Regions from separate parts of the Anas platyrhynchos genome. Here region 1 is linked to region 2. The links are chromatin contacts, called in public Hi-C maps. All regions are on one chromosome and are shown on one strand. The core of a region is the stretch at or near the end of the contact, and the rest is flanking DNA. Distances in the headings are between cores, read along the strand shown.

Region 1 (6,566 bases), core at 3,005-5,504, 96 kb before region 2:
GCACGGGATGGCCCCGTGCCTGCTTGGAGGTCAGCAGGGCAGAACCAAGGCCCTGTATGGCTGCAGCCCTCGTCCTAGAGCTCCGAGATAACTTCCCCTGCCCTGTCTCTTTGCTCCCAGACTGCGCAGGCCGAGGAGCAGCTCCGGCAGCACGCCCAGATGGAGGAGCAGCGAGTGGCTGACCTGGAGGGGCAGGTGTCCGAGGTGTCGGGACTGCTCGGCACCTACGAGAAGGCCAAGCAGAAGGACCAGCTGGTCATTCAGAAGCTGAAGGACCGCATCGTGCAGCTGGACCAGGAGAACAAAACCCTGGCCATTGCCGCTTCCAGCCGCTCCCCGGTGGATGTCAGCGTAGAGGAAGCCAACCTGGATGTGAATGTCCTCAAGGACAAGATGGAGAAGCTGAAGAAGCTCCTGCAGGCGGCGGCGAAGAGGAGCCAGCCCGCCCTGGACATCGAGAAGCTGTGCGAGCTGGAGCTGCCGAAGGGCACTGAGGCTGCGGACGGTGAGAAGGCCACCGCTCTGTACTACCAGCAGGAGCTGAAGCAGCTGAAGGAGGAGTTTGAAAGGTACAAGATGAGGGCGCAGGTGGTTCTCAAGAACAAGTCCGTCAAAGACGTCAACCTGGCTAAAGAACTGGAGGAAGCTCAAGAGCAGCTGGCGGACCTGAAGGAGAAGTACGTCGTGCTCCAGCTGTCCGCGGAGGAGACGGAGAAGCAGCACCAGCTGGACGTGGAGGCCAGGAGGCAGGAGTTGTCCCACCTGCAGCAGCTTCACAGGCAGGAACTGGAGCGCTGCCAGCTGGACTACAGGGAACGGGCGCTGAAGCTGGAGGAGGAGATGCACAAGCAGCGGGACCGGGCACTGGCGGTGCTGGCGGAAAAGGACCAAGAGCTGGAGCAGCTGAGAGCCATCGTGCTGCCTTACGCCGGGCTTCAGGGCCCCAAAACCTACGGGGCACCAGGTGCCGACGTTGCCGGCGCTGATTCAGCAGCCGAGGATTCCTCTGAGGTCCTCCCCCAGGCTCTGCACCTCTCTGCCAGCAACGAGCCCACCTTCTTCTTGTACGCGGAGCAGCTGGCTCGCAAGGAGGTGGAAATCGCAGCGCTGAGGAAGCAGAAGCACAAGCTGGAGATGGAAGTGCACCAGCTGCAGGAGAAAGTCCTGGCTGAGGGGGAGAAGCACCGGGAAGAGGTGACGGCGCTTCAGAACGAGATCCAGAAGAACTTCAGAGACAAGAGCAGGGAGGGGGCCAACCTGGAGTACCTCAAGAACATCGTCTACAGGTTCCTGACGCTGCCGGACTCTCTCGGGCGCCAGCAGACTCTAACTGCCATACTGACCATTCTGCATTTCAGCCCAGAAGAGAAGCAAACGATCAGGAAACAGTCGGCTTACAGCAGCTGGTGGCCCTCTGGGAAGAGATGAGGTGGTCGGTGCTACCCCCACCAGCTCTTGCCCAGTAACACGCTTCTGATTCCCAGTTAGGACCGGGGCAGCCTCTTCCCAGCTGTGCGAAGGAGCAGGGAGCTTCCAGCAAAGACCTGGGCTTAGCTGGTGCTGTTAGCACTGGTTTAAACAAATTGTGCCAACTGCTCTGGTGGTATCACAGTGCTCTCTGCTGTGAGGATTTGCTCTGAGGTGGAATTTGACTTAAAAAATATATATATATATACGGATGCTTTTATTTTTTTAACAAAAAAATCTCTACTTGTCAGGCGTGGGGTGAGGAGCTCTGTTAGGGTGGAACTTGCTTGGGTCTTGAAATGCTGTGCAGGCTTGTGACTCAAATTTAAAAAGGGGAAAAAAAAAAAAAGCACTTAACGTGGTGGTAAAATCAAGGAAGCCAAGCTGAAAGCCTGCAGGAAGGATGAGTCTTAATTACCAGCAGCATCCAAATGCAGCAAATCTTGAGCAATTTCTCAAAAAGTCTCATGACCTAGCACCAATTTTGTACCAGTGTCTGCAGCAGCCCCTCGTAGCGCTGGGGACCACCAGAGGACACTGCATGAAGCTGTTCTCTCGTTTCTGCTCAGGAATCCTCTCTGTGCTGTTCGCTGTGTTTCCCAGCAGGATTTTCTAAGGACGCCTCGTGACTGCGGGGGGCACACGGTGCCAGCAGAAGGTGCTGTGTGCCGGGGCTGTTAGAGCTGGGAGCTCAGCCTGCTGACCCTGCCGGGGATGGAAACCAAGCAAGAGGCTGAAACAGGCAACGAGAAACCTTCAGCAGCCACCTTTGAACCCGTGGGAGTTTCACTGAGCTGCTGGGGCTCCGCGGATCTGTTTTGGGGCGAGGCGTCGCTCCTGCTGGGGTGGGAGAAGCCTGAGGAAGCGAGGGGCAGAAGGTGGCAGCTCTGGGAGCGGTGAGGCTGTGCTTTGCTGCCTGGTCCTGGAGGTTCTTGCTTAACTTCCCTGTGAAATGAGCTTGCCAGGAAGGAAGCCGAAGCGTTTTGAAACACCTCAGGTCCTGGTACGCCGCTGTAAGGCCATTGCTGCTCTTTGCAGCTCTGCTCGGGAGCTGCTGGCTCCTGGCTGCTCAGACCCGAGCTGCGAGCCCTGGGTCGGTGGGGGGGTGTCTGCTGTGTGCCTTTTCCAGCTGGCTGCACAGGCAGAGCCTTTGTGGGGGGGGCCACGTCAGCCCCTCTGCCCTCCCTGCTGGACTGGTTGGGAGCAGAGGGAGCAGCCGAGCAGCCGCCCTCCTCCAGGGGCAGGCTCTGTTCCCGGGGCTCTGCCCACCCTGTGGGGGGCCCGATGGATCCCTTGGGTGCTGGATCCACTAGAGGGCACCCCCCGGCCACCCAGGGATGGGGATGGGGCTCCGAAAAGCCAGACAAAAACCAAATCCAGGTGACATTTCGGCTGGAGCTGTGCCCCAGGGGGCCACAGCCTCTGGCTGCTGCAGCTCCTGGAGCCGCCTCACCTGTGGGGGCAAAATCACGCTGGAGGCTCGTTGTGGTGCACTCGCTTTGTTTTAATGAAAGCCTGGGTGCTGAAGCACAACTTCCCCGTCCCAGAGCACGGGAGATGTTTGTAATCATGGGCACCAGGCCTTGTTTAACAGTCCCCAGCCCGCTCACAAATCCCGGAGCTGAGCTAGCACCTCGCAGCTCCTCAGCAGAGGAAGGCAGAGCCTGGAGGGCCTCGTGGTTCACGGGCACGGGGCGTGCAGAGAGCTGTAGCAGCTCGCCAGGGCAGAGCCCTTTTTCCTTTCAGAGCCGTGCCAGCAGTCCTCGTCTCGGTAGCCAAGTTCCTGGAGCCCTCTCCACAGCTCCTGCCTCGCTGCTGGCGAGGAGCAGAGCTCCGCGGGCACCTCTCTGCCAACAACCCCCCGGTGCTAATTTCTCCTCTAAAATTCCTCAGGGAAAAATGCCCCAGGCAGAATCCGCAGCTGACCAAGGAGGTCTTGGAAGGGGGCACCCAAGCCAAGCAGGGAACAGCTCCTGCTGCAGGAAGGTGCCTCCGTGCCGGGGCCAGGCTGAGGCTGCATCCATGTGCTGCTCCGGTGGAGGTGGTGGGGTCAAAATCAGAGAGCTTGTTCCAGGGGTCTCAGGCTTTGAAGCAGTCGTTGGTCCTGCTGAGAGATGTCCCTTCTCCGGTCCCCGTTTGGTGAGATGGAAGCAGGAGGTGCCTGTGGGGCTGGGGGGGGGGCTTCTCAAACCTCATCCCGGTGGAGCAGGACCGCGACGGCTGAGGGCTGCGGCGCTTCTGCTGCCGCCACGCAGGGGGGCTAAGGGAGGGGGGGCCCAGCTCCCACTTTGCTGGTGCTTCCCTGGAGAACGCCTTGACCCCAAGGAGGTGCCAGGTGGTGGTGGTGTGGGGACGGCTGCCGAATGCAGCAGGACCAACTCTGCTGTGCCAGGAGCGCTGTGGGACGGCTCCTGCCTGCTCCTCCTGGGGCCAGGCTGGGCAGGAGGTGAAGGTGAGGAGGGGAACGGAGCAGGGTCCAGCTGGAGCCGTGCTGGGCTGCTGCTCACACTGCGCGGTCCCTTCCTCTGTTCCCCCGTAGCCCCTCTCCTTCCCTCAGACCTTCCCGCACATCCTTCCCTCTTCCCTCTTCCCTCTCCGTTCAGCCAATTCTCTCCCAAATAAACCTGAAATCTCTATATTTGAAGCAGGACTTGGCGTGCTGTTTGGTGAGCTGGGTGGGGGCGCACACCTCGCGGCACCGCAGCCTCCCTGTCAGCACCGGGCACTGCGGGGCTCGGCTGGGCCGTGGAGCTGTCGAGGCGCTGGGTGCACCCGCGGGCTCTTGCACACGCTGTGCTTGGACAGCCAGAAGTGACGTGCTTCGGCTTGTCATCCTGAGCTGATCTCACTGCGGGCTCCTCAGAGCATCTCTGAGCTGCCCGGGCGGCGCTGCGGGGGCTGCGAGCCCCCTGCTTTGCGATGGGGGCTGCACTGGGTGACAGCCCGCAATGGGCAGTGGCTGCAATCAAGCCTGAGCAAACGGAGCAGAGGAGGCTGGGCTGGCTGGGTGGTGGTCCTGGTCTGCACCCTTCTGTGAGAAACATTTTAAGTCTGGAGTTCCTTGTTGGGACCTGCTGGGCCTGGGAGGATCCTGTACGTGGGGGCTTCCCCTGCCAGAGCTTCCTTCTGCGAGCCACACGTGGGGCTGTGTGGGGGCTGCATCCTGCAGCGAGTGGCTGCCTGGCTCCCCATCCCCGCTCACCCCCGGTGCTCGTGGAGTAAAAGGTCTCGCTTCCAGGGCACGCTGGCACCATCAGGCCAGGCAGCCAGGCTGTGGGCTCACCTTGCACAGGGGGTGCCGTGCCTCAGTTTCCCCTTCTCCAGAAGTCATCCTGTGCCTGTAGCAGCAGCTGCGGGGATGCCCACACGTCCTTGTTCGCAGCAGGCTGAGCTGTGGGGATGTGCAGGGACAGAACGGGGCCGCGCTCACGCCTGCGCCCGCGGGAGCTGCCTCTCCTGCTCCGTTCCTGCTCCAGGTGCTCAAGGGGAGGCGCGAAGGCTCTGCCGCACGCCCGCCTGGGCTCCACGAGGGGCCGGTCCCCTCCCTGCTCGCAGGGCTTGCACGCAGCAGCCTGCACGTCGCCGGGGAAGTGCCCGCCGCCCCGGCTGGGCAGGTTCCTCCGGCCGCACCGTGCAGCCAGAGCCGCGGCCAGGTCCCACGGCCGGGCACAGGAGCGAGCCCAGGCGGCTGCGGGAGAGGCTCTGCTGCCAGCGCCACCCCCCCGGCTCCCAGTGTGTCCCCAGGCTGTGCCCGGTGGCAGAGAGGAGACCGAAGGACCTGGCTCGGAGCTGCCCAGCCATGGCCAACGAAGAGGAGCATCCGTCAGCGCTCTCAGACAAGCAGGTAAAGGCGTGCGGAAAGCTGCTGCCAAGCGCTGCAGCCCCTGCTCAGGCCTCGACACCTCCCTGCCTGGGGTCTTTCCTCTCACCAAAGATCTTGGGGGGGTTGGAGATGCATTGTGGGGCGCTGCAAAGGGCGATGGAAACTCGGGCTCCCCTGCAGCAAGGGGGCCAAGCCCATGCAGCCGAGGCCGGGCAGGTTGGCGCTCGCTGGAGCCGGCGTTTCCCGGAGCTGCCGCTCGGCTCCTCGCCGTGACTCAGCCGTGGTCCTGCCGGTTCCTCCACGGCAGCCCCACACCACGCAGCCTGGGAGCTGCTCTCAGCAGCACGGCCCCGAGCGGGACGCGGCTCCGCGGCACTCCCCAGCCCTGGGCGAGGGAAACCGGGCGCCGCCGCGGTGCGCTCTGCCGGCTGCGGGGTTTGTCCCTCGTGGGGCTGGCGGGCCACCAGCCACGGGCCAGCAATGACCGAGGGGCTCCAGCCCCGGGCATGGCCGTGAGCCATGGCGTGGGGAAGGTGCTGTTTTTGCCTCGCTCCTGGCTGCTCCCCAGTGGTGATGGTACCAGGCAGGGATGCCCGTGGGAGCGGGTCCGGCTGTGCCTGGGGCTCTGTGTCCTGAGCCTTGCCCCGTGCTCCTCTTGCTCTGTCCTCTCACAGGTCTTTGTGCTGACGTGCATCTACCTGCCGGCCCTGCTGCTCAGGTGGGTGCTGACCCCCCCAGCCCCTGTGGACATCGCTGGGGGGGGGCAGTGTGAAGCTTCCCTGCCCTCGCACAACCTGCACACGGTGCCTTAGGGTGGGTTTGGGGGACGGCACCGTGCTCAGGCACCTGCAGCTGCCTCGGCCCCTGCACAAAAAGCTTCTGGCAATGGGGGGGTGGGCAGGGGGTGCAGCACGAGGTCCTCGTGTCCTGGGTGTCACGGCTGGGACTCGCGGAGCTCTCCCACAAGTGGCTGCTCCGTGGGGACGTTCACCACTGGCCCCGTCTCTTCCAGCCTCGTGGGCAGTGCCTCAGTCCTCGCTGTCACCTCCCGGCGCAGGCGGTGCTGCCACATCCAGGTGTGTGCTGCGGGCCCGGGGATGTGTTTTGGCCCCCTCTAAGCCAAAGCAGAGCTGGGCCAGCACCGCTGCTGCTGGGCTTCAGGCACAGCAGGGCTGGAAGGGGCAGGGTTGTGGGACACCAGCACCGGGCAGGAGCTGCTCCCAGCTCTGCTCAACACAGCCCTGGGAGGCACTGCCAGCCAGATCTAACACCGTGT
Region 2 (6,209 bases), core at 47-2,546:
ACTTCAGTAATTTGTCTTTGTCAGCTCCACAGACAGCTTGTTCTCTGTCTTCCCACTCATCTCATTCACAGCTTTGATTATGTGAATATCATCTTGCAAATAATATAATAACATAGTTACGTAAATACCTTCAGTAGCTGTCTGTTATTATTCTTCATGTTCATAGTTGCTTTTCAAGAGAAAATAACCAACATGGACAGCGTGCCTAGAGGCCATTTCAAGATTTTTTCAAATCTTGACTGTTGTGCTTTTTGCTTTTTACAGGGTGGAAGGACTGATGGACTCATACACTCAGGGATTTGAAAGGTCTTACACTGTCAATAGCAGCATCTTACATGGTATTGAACCAAGGCTAAAAGATTTCCACCAGCTGCTGCTCAGCCCTCCCAAGGTAAGGCATCTCATCTTTCTCAGCAGCAAATTGCTGCTGGCTTGGATTTCAGGGTTTCCTCTTACTTATTCATGGGATTCCTGGGTATTTCTGAAAGTTGAGACAGGCAAACTCTACCTTATATCTTTTGAAGAAAAATTCACACTTAATGTTCATAATTCACGTGCTTAGGAAATAGGCAGTAGGAATTGAAAGCCAGTGCGTTGTACTTGAGGAAAACTAAGAAGCACAGAGATGTGACCGATGGTTTATGTAAGGGTGGCTAGGGAGAGAAAGAGACTTCTAGTTAGTGGATATTTTGATCTCACTCTTCAGTTCTGGAAGTACAAATCTAATAGTAGTTACAGGACACTGTTCCTGTGTGGGAAGGTAATTTAGGTTTACCTGCAGAGAATATTTACGTAAGAAAAATAAGTAGTTATATTTAGGCAAACCGATGTGCATATATACTAAAGGGAATGTTGATCTCTGTTGAGGTTCTTAATATCTGTTTCTCTGATAGAAAACAGCAATCCTAACTACAATTGGTGTCTTGGAAGAGCCACTGGGGAACGCTCGTCTTCACGGATCTCGTCTAATAGCTGCTCTGCTTCACACAAACACTCCCAGTATTAATCAGGAACTATGCAGACTCAGTACCATGAATTTATTACTTGTGAGTAATACAGTGTGACACTGCAAACGGTGGGGGGGAAACGGCTTCAAACCGAGAGCGTTTTTACTTTCCCTTTCATCTGTTTAGTGCAAGGTAGTTTGTGTCATGTGTGCCAGTCACACATTTCCCTAATCTGCCGAAAGAAGGAGCTTTTGTAATACAATTACGGTTGCTTAATATGTTGAACCAAACATCTTGCTTCAAGTTTATTGTTACAAGAGTTCAGTAGTGCGTACGCCAAATAGTCTGGTTATTGGGAAAGCTCGGGGACCTTGTGGAGACACGCCTCATAATGCTGAGAGCTGACTGCCGTTATAAGCAGGACAGTCTTTCAGAAAATTATTTTTATACTTACAAATTTTGTTAATATTTTTCACTCACGGAATAGCTAACATTATTTTCAGTGTTCCTGTGTTACGAGAGCCCTAGCTGTCGATGAGGTCGTTTCCGTTGTGCTCAGTTTGTAGCTAATTATGCATCAGAGCAGAGAGCACTGAGCACACTCAGATATAAGTGGATCCTAAATTCTTTTTAGTGTAATTGCTGATTAAACAATTACTTGAGCAGTGTTCTAATATCATTTGATTGTTAAAAATGGGAAAGTGTATTTAGAATGATTTTTAGTTTGTTTGTTTCTCGTTTTATTCCAGGACTTATTTTTTAAATACACATGGAATAACTTTTTGCATTTCCAAGTGGAATTGTCCATAGCAGCTATTCTCTCACACTCTGTGCAAGAGGGAAAAACAACTACTAATGACCTAGAAAGCAAAGAAGAGGTGCTGAATGGAAACGTGGCCACAGAGAACTTAGAGGCTCCAGAAAACAACACCGAGAATATCATGGTTACTCATGTAAGTCTGGTCATGTCACCTGAGAATTTTAGACTGATTGATTCAGTCTGAATATGCATTAGCAGGAGAATGATGTGATGAACTGTCCAAGAGCATGGAGTTTATTTAAAAGTGTTTGGATATAACTTGGTTCTGCCGGTTCTGGTTGGAACTGTATTTGCTTTTGTAAATTTGTTTTTAGCATTTGGTTACTAGGAAACATACCACCCATCACATTTAATGGGCTTGTGAATTCCATCTTATTTTTTTATAAAGATGCATATAAACTTTGGACAAAAAAAAGAACCATTATAGTAACTACAACTAACTAACCACATGTTAGCTTCTCTATTTTGGCCCTAATGATGGAAACATTTTGTTGTATTTGTAAAGTGACAACAATTATTCCTACTTTGGGGCTTGTGAAGCTCAAAACCAGACTGAAGATGTTTGTATGTTTTGCTGTTTTCCATGGATCCTCTGAGAAAAAAAAAATGAGAAAGAAGAAACTTGAGCTCTTAAGAAAGATAAGTGCTGAACTTTAAGTTCTTGTTCAGTAGGAGTGAAGGAATGAGTGAAAGTAACTCTAGTTCAGTACAGGCTTCCTAAGGCATGAGTATTTCTTTGGCAAACTTTTGAAATGTTCTTCCTCTCTCTTTTTTTTATTTTTTCTCTAGTTGTTCCAGAAATGCTGCCTAGTGCAAAGGATATTGGATGCCTGGGAAGCCAATGACAAAATACAGTAAGGGATTTGGGGTTCAGAAGGCCTTGTTCCAGGGCTGCAGATGTTGAATATTCACTTGAAATATACTTGCAGTTATTTGGATTATTTACAATTTAGTGGTGTATGGATTTTGATTTTGATTATGATTTGGGATCTCAACTATTTGCATGTTAAAAACCAAATTCACCAGATAGGTGTATAATGTGAAAGCATGAATGTTTTTATTGTTTATAACATTTCAACCCAAATACACAATGTGCTTCTTTCCTGCTTTGTCACAAAATGTTACATAGCATTTTAACTTTTTCTTCCTTTTTTTTTTTTTCTTTTTATAAGTGCATAATTATATTTCTCTAGAGTGAGCAGCTGCATAGAAACTGAGATGGGCAAGCTTATTTGCCCTAGATTGCACATTTAATATTCTAACTGTATAAAATGCTTAGATTTAGACACCTCCCACCAGACCCTAAACATTTCCAGGGATGGGGCACCCCCAGCTCCTCTGGGCAGCCAGCACCAGGGTCTCACTGCCCTCATAGTAAAGAATTTCGTCTTATATCCAACCTAAATCTCTTCTCTGTTAGTTTAAAGCCATCCCCCTGCCCTTCCCCTCACACACAGTCCCTCCCCAGCCCTCCTGCAGCCCCTTCAGGCCCTGGCACCCCGTTGGGAGCTCTCCCCGGAGCCTGCTCCTCTCCAGGCTGAGCACCCCCAGCTCCCTCAGCCCCCCAGCAGAGGGGTTCCAGCCCCTGCAGGACCCTCTTGGCCTCCTCTGGCCTTGCTCTGCCACGTCCCTGTCCTGCTGCTGGGCCCAGAGCTGAACGCAGGCTCCAGGTGGGGTCTCAGGAGGTTGGTCCCTCCTCCTTGTTTTTCTCTCTTTATAGCTTCAAAGTTCACTGTAGTCCCACTCTATTTTAGGCTCGCTGTCAGGCCTGCAACCCCTTGGGCAGTCGATAACAAATTTTGCTGATGGTTTTATTGCACAGCTGTCATAGTGCACAGATGTAGCAGAAATATCTGTGGTTCTTGCTGAAGAGTTTTCCTCATTAAATTAGATGGGGACTAGGACTCATACATATTTCATGGCAAACAGTTCCAGTCACCACGCTGCAAAGAATCTTAGTGGTGAAAATAAATACTGAGCTAACAGAGAGGTATCTCAGATGGTGTCCCTTCAGAAGTTTGAGTTCATACAAAGATAATTTTATGTGCTCGATGAGGGGATGGGATGAAGCCCTAGGACCCCCAGGGGCAGAGGTTCCAAGCTGAGAGCTTGGGAGCTAATTCTTAAAAATCAGCAGAGGGAATGGTGGTAATGTGTTCTCCTGTTGGAACATGGAATTTCTCTTGGGGTTCTCCTGATTTTAGGTGTTCCCTGCATTTTTGATAAAGGACTTTGTAACTGCTAGAACTTAACTTCTACATGCAGCACGTAATTATTTTACTGCAGTACATTTGCCTCGGTAGTTAGAATTTAAAATAGGTAAATTCTGGTCATCAATACGAATTTATAGGAAACAGCAGCTTACTGCAGCACTTTTCTTTTTTCCTTCTTATTCCTGGAAGTGTAGAAACCACCAAGCGTGGTGTGGTTGATAGCAGTTTATGACGGTGTTGAAATAAAAGTTAATTTTACATGCTTGCTGTCTGCATTCCAGCAGTGAGTTAAGGACTGCTCACCTCAGAAAGAAAAAAGCTCGGTTGGTCCTCCCAGAGCACAGCACCTGAGACAGACACAGCATTGCTGCAGGCTGCTTCTGTCACCACAAACTTTAAATTTTTGAGAAAGCCAAGCTTGCAAGCTGGCTGAAAAAAAAACATGCATTTTCACAGAGAGAAACAGGAGAGTGCTGCTGTTCCTGGAAGGGTTGTGTGCCTTCACCCCATCTGCTGGCAGGCTTTGTCCTCCAGAGCTCTCGTGGGGGCGTTTGGCACAGCTTTTAGGAGGTGCAGGGGGGTTTGCAGCTAGGTGTGCCCGCGTGCCCCTCCGCATGCTGCACCGGTGCAAGGGGGCTCGGGGCTGAGGGATCGGCACTGGGGCTGGGGCTGTCTCCTGCTGGGCTGGGTGCAGAAGAAATGGCCTTTTGTGTCCAAAAGTCTGTAGCTTAGCACTGAGAACTCATTTGCAGATGTTAACTTTTATTTGAATAGTTCTAAACCCTGAATTCGGGGTGCAGGTTAGAGGGCTGTCCTTGGTGCAGGAACCTGTACACCATGACAGTTGGTACTGGGGGTACTGGGTTCAGGAACTGGTGTTTGGTGTGGGTACATGCAGACAGGAAAGACAGGTGTGTGTTTGTTTTAATCCCCAAAGATCTAATCTCCTCACCTGCTATGTTCAGCTCTAGCACTAGGGGAAAGACCGAGATGATTTCAGTAGAAACTTTTCAGATGTTGAGGAGGTGATGACTGCACTTTCCAAGAGGGGCAGGGGTCATAAAGAAAACCAAAAGTTTGAAAATGTTGCTGTAACTGCATGTTGCCACAAGGAACTGATGCTGGCTGATGGCTTTGCTCTGTTCTGTCAGCTGTGGCTGCTACACACAAATCCCCAGAGCAAGGACAGAGAAGAACGGACATGAGCACAGGATACCAGCTCAGAATTAAGTCCCATGTATTTAGTGCCTTCCCTACCCCAAGGAAAAGTGGAATTCCTTATTATGTGCTGGCTCTGTTAACATCTAGGAAAGAAAGCTTAGCTGTACAGCTGGAGACCTAGTTAACATTAGCTGGAAACTTCTTGTCATGCTATTCGTGAGGGTTTTGTTTTACTTACTTTAATTCTGACCCACCAATTTTATTCGTGGTTGCTTGAGTCAACCTTGCATACACCTGTGCTACGTAGAGAAATGATCATTTCTGAACTTAGCTTCAGTATCTGGTGCACTTTAATGTATGTAATGCTACAGCCGAGTAACAGCGTTGTGTCTAAGAGCTTTGCCTGAGCTTATTTTCAGCACCTGCCAGTTTAAAACCAGAAATGCTGCTCTAAACATGGTACTGCGAAATTCCTCGCCAGTGGTCTACCACTGGTGTTTCCATGTTTCTTCCCAAATAGTTTGCATACTGTGGAAAGTGAAATTATTGCAGGCCCTTCGTGCTCTGATTTTTGGATTCCTTCTTTGCTATGCAGTGAAGGAGAAGCAGTGCTAACTCAGAGTGGCTTAAAGTGCCTGGGCTTAGTGTTGGCTTCTTGGGGCTTTGGTAAGGGAGAAACGCATGGCTGCAGATAAGTCTCCTCTGTTCTCTTGAATTATCTGCTAAATACTTCAATTGCAAGTAAAGCTCTAAAGCTTTTTTAGTAGGAGGGATGTAAGTTCTTACTGCTGCGTTTCCATTATTGAAAATTATAACCAGAATATTTAACTCTGCATTCATCTCTAAAGGTACTGCGTTACCTTAAAGTTGAAGCCACTTACAAAGAGTGTGCAGTGCATTCAGAAATGGACAAATAATCTCTTCCCTCTTGATACATGCAGAAATGCAGAAGGGTTCATTTGTTCTGAGTGAACTCATCCTGTGCCCTGCCTGCATGAATACAGGGTGCTCCTGCTGCTTCGGAGCTGCAGCGTCTTTTATGTTAACGCTGCTTGTAGTAACGCTTGT

Evidence for each region. Hi-C and Micro-C count contacts between places; a contact is called where the count stands out from the background.
Region 1: a contact with region 2 is called in a Hi-C map of skeletal muscle, with 1.9 times the contacts expected there. The contact joins the promoter of LOC106017618 here to the enhancer-like site in region 2. A contact is called at or near these places in 2 of 8 Hi-C or Micro-C datasets (skeletal muscle and subcutaneous adipose tissue).

The regions. Positions count from the first base shown.
Region 1 is chr1:988,071-994,636 of IASCAAS_PekinDuck_T2T, reverse strand. It overlaps LOC106017618, which reads left to right and starts at 4,254. Exons shown (of 12, transcript XM_027461954.3): 1 at 4,254-5,311; 2 at 5,965-6,008; 3 at 6,303-6,366. The coding sequence starts at 4,826. It overlaps GCC1 (GRIP and coiled-coil domain containing 1), which reads left to right. Exons shown (of 3, transcript XM_027461946.3): 3 at 121-4,111. The coding sequence ends at 1,428.
Region 2 is chr1:889,683-895,891 of IASCAAS_PekinDuck_T2T, reverse strand. It overlaps PPP6R2 (protein phosphatase 6 regulatory subunit 2), which reads left to right. Exons shown (of 25, transcript XM_027461922.3): 9 at 265-391; 10 at 894-1,046; 11 at 1,697-1,900; 12 at 2,557-2,621. Among named protein-coding and RNA genes, the nearest start is that of PPP6R2, 61 kb to the left of the region's middle. Within about 2 kb of position 1,296, at least 2 of the 8 cell types and tissues checked have an H3K27ac peak or open chromatin away from gene starts, as enhancers often do. A contact at or near this core is called in subcutaneous adipose tissue, where this site is marked.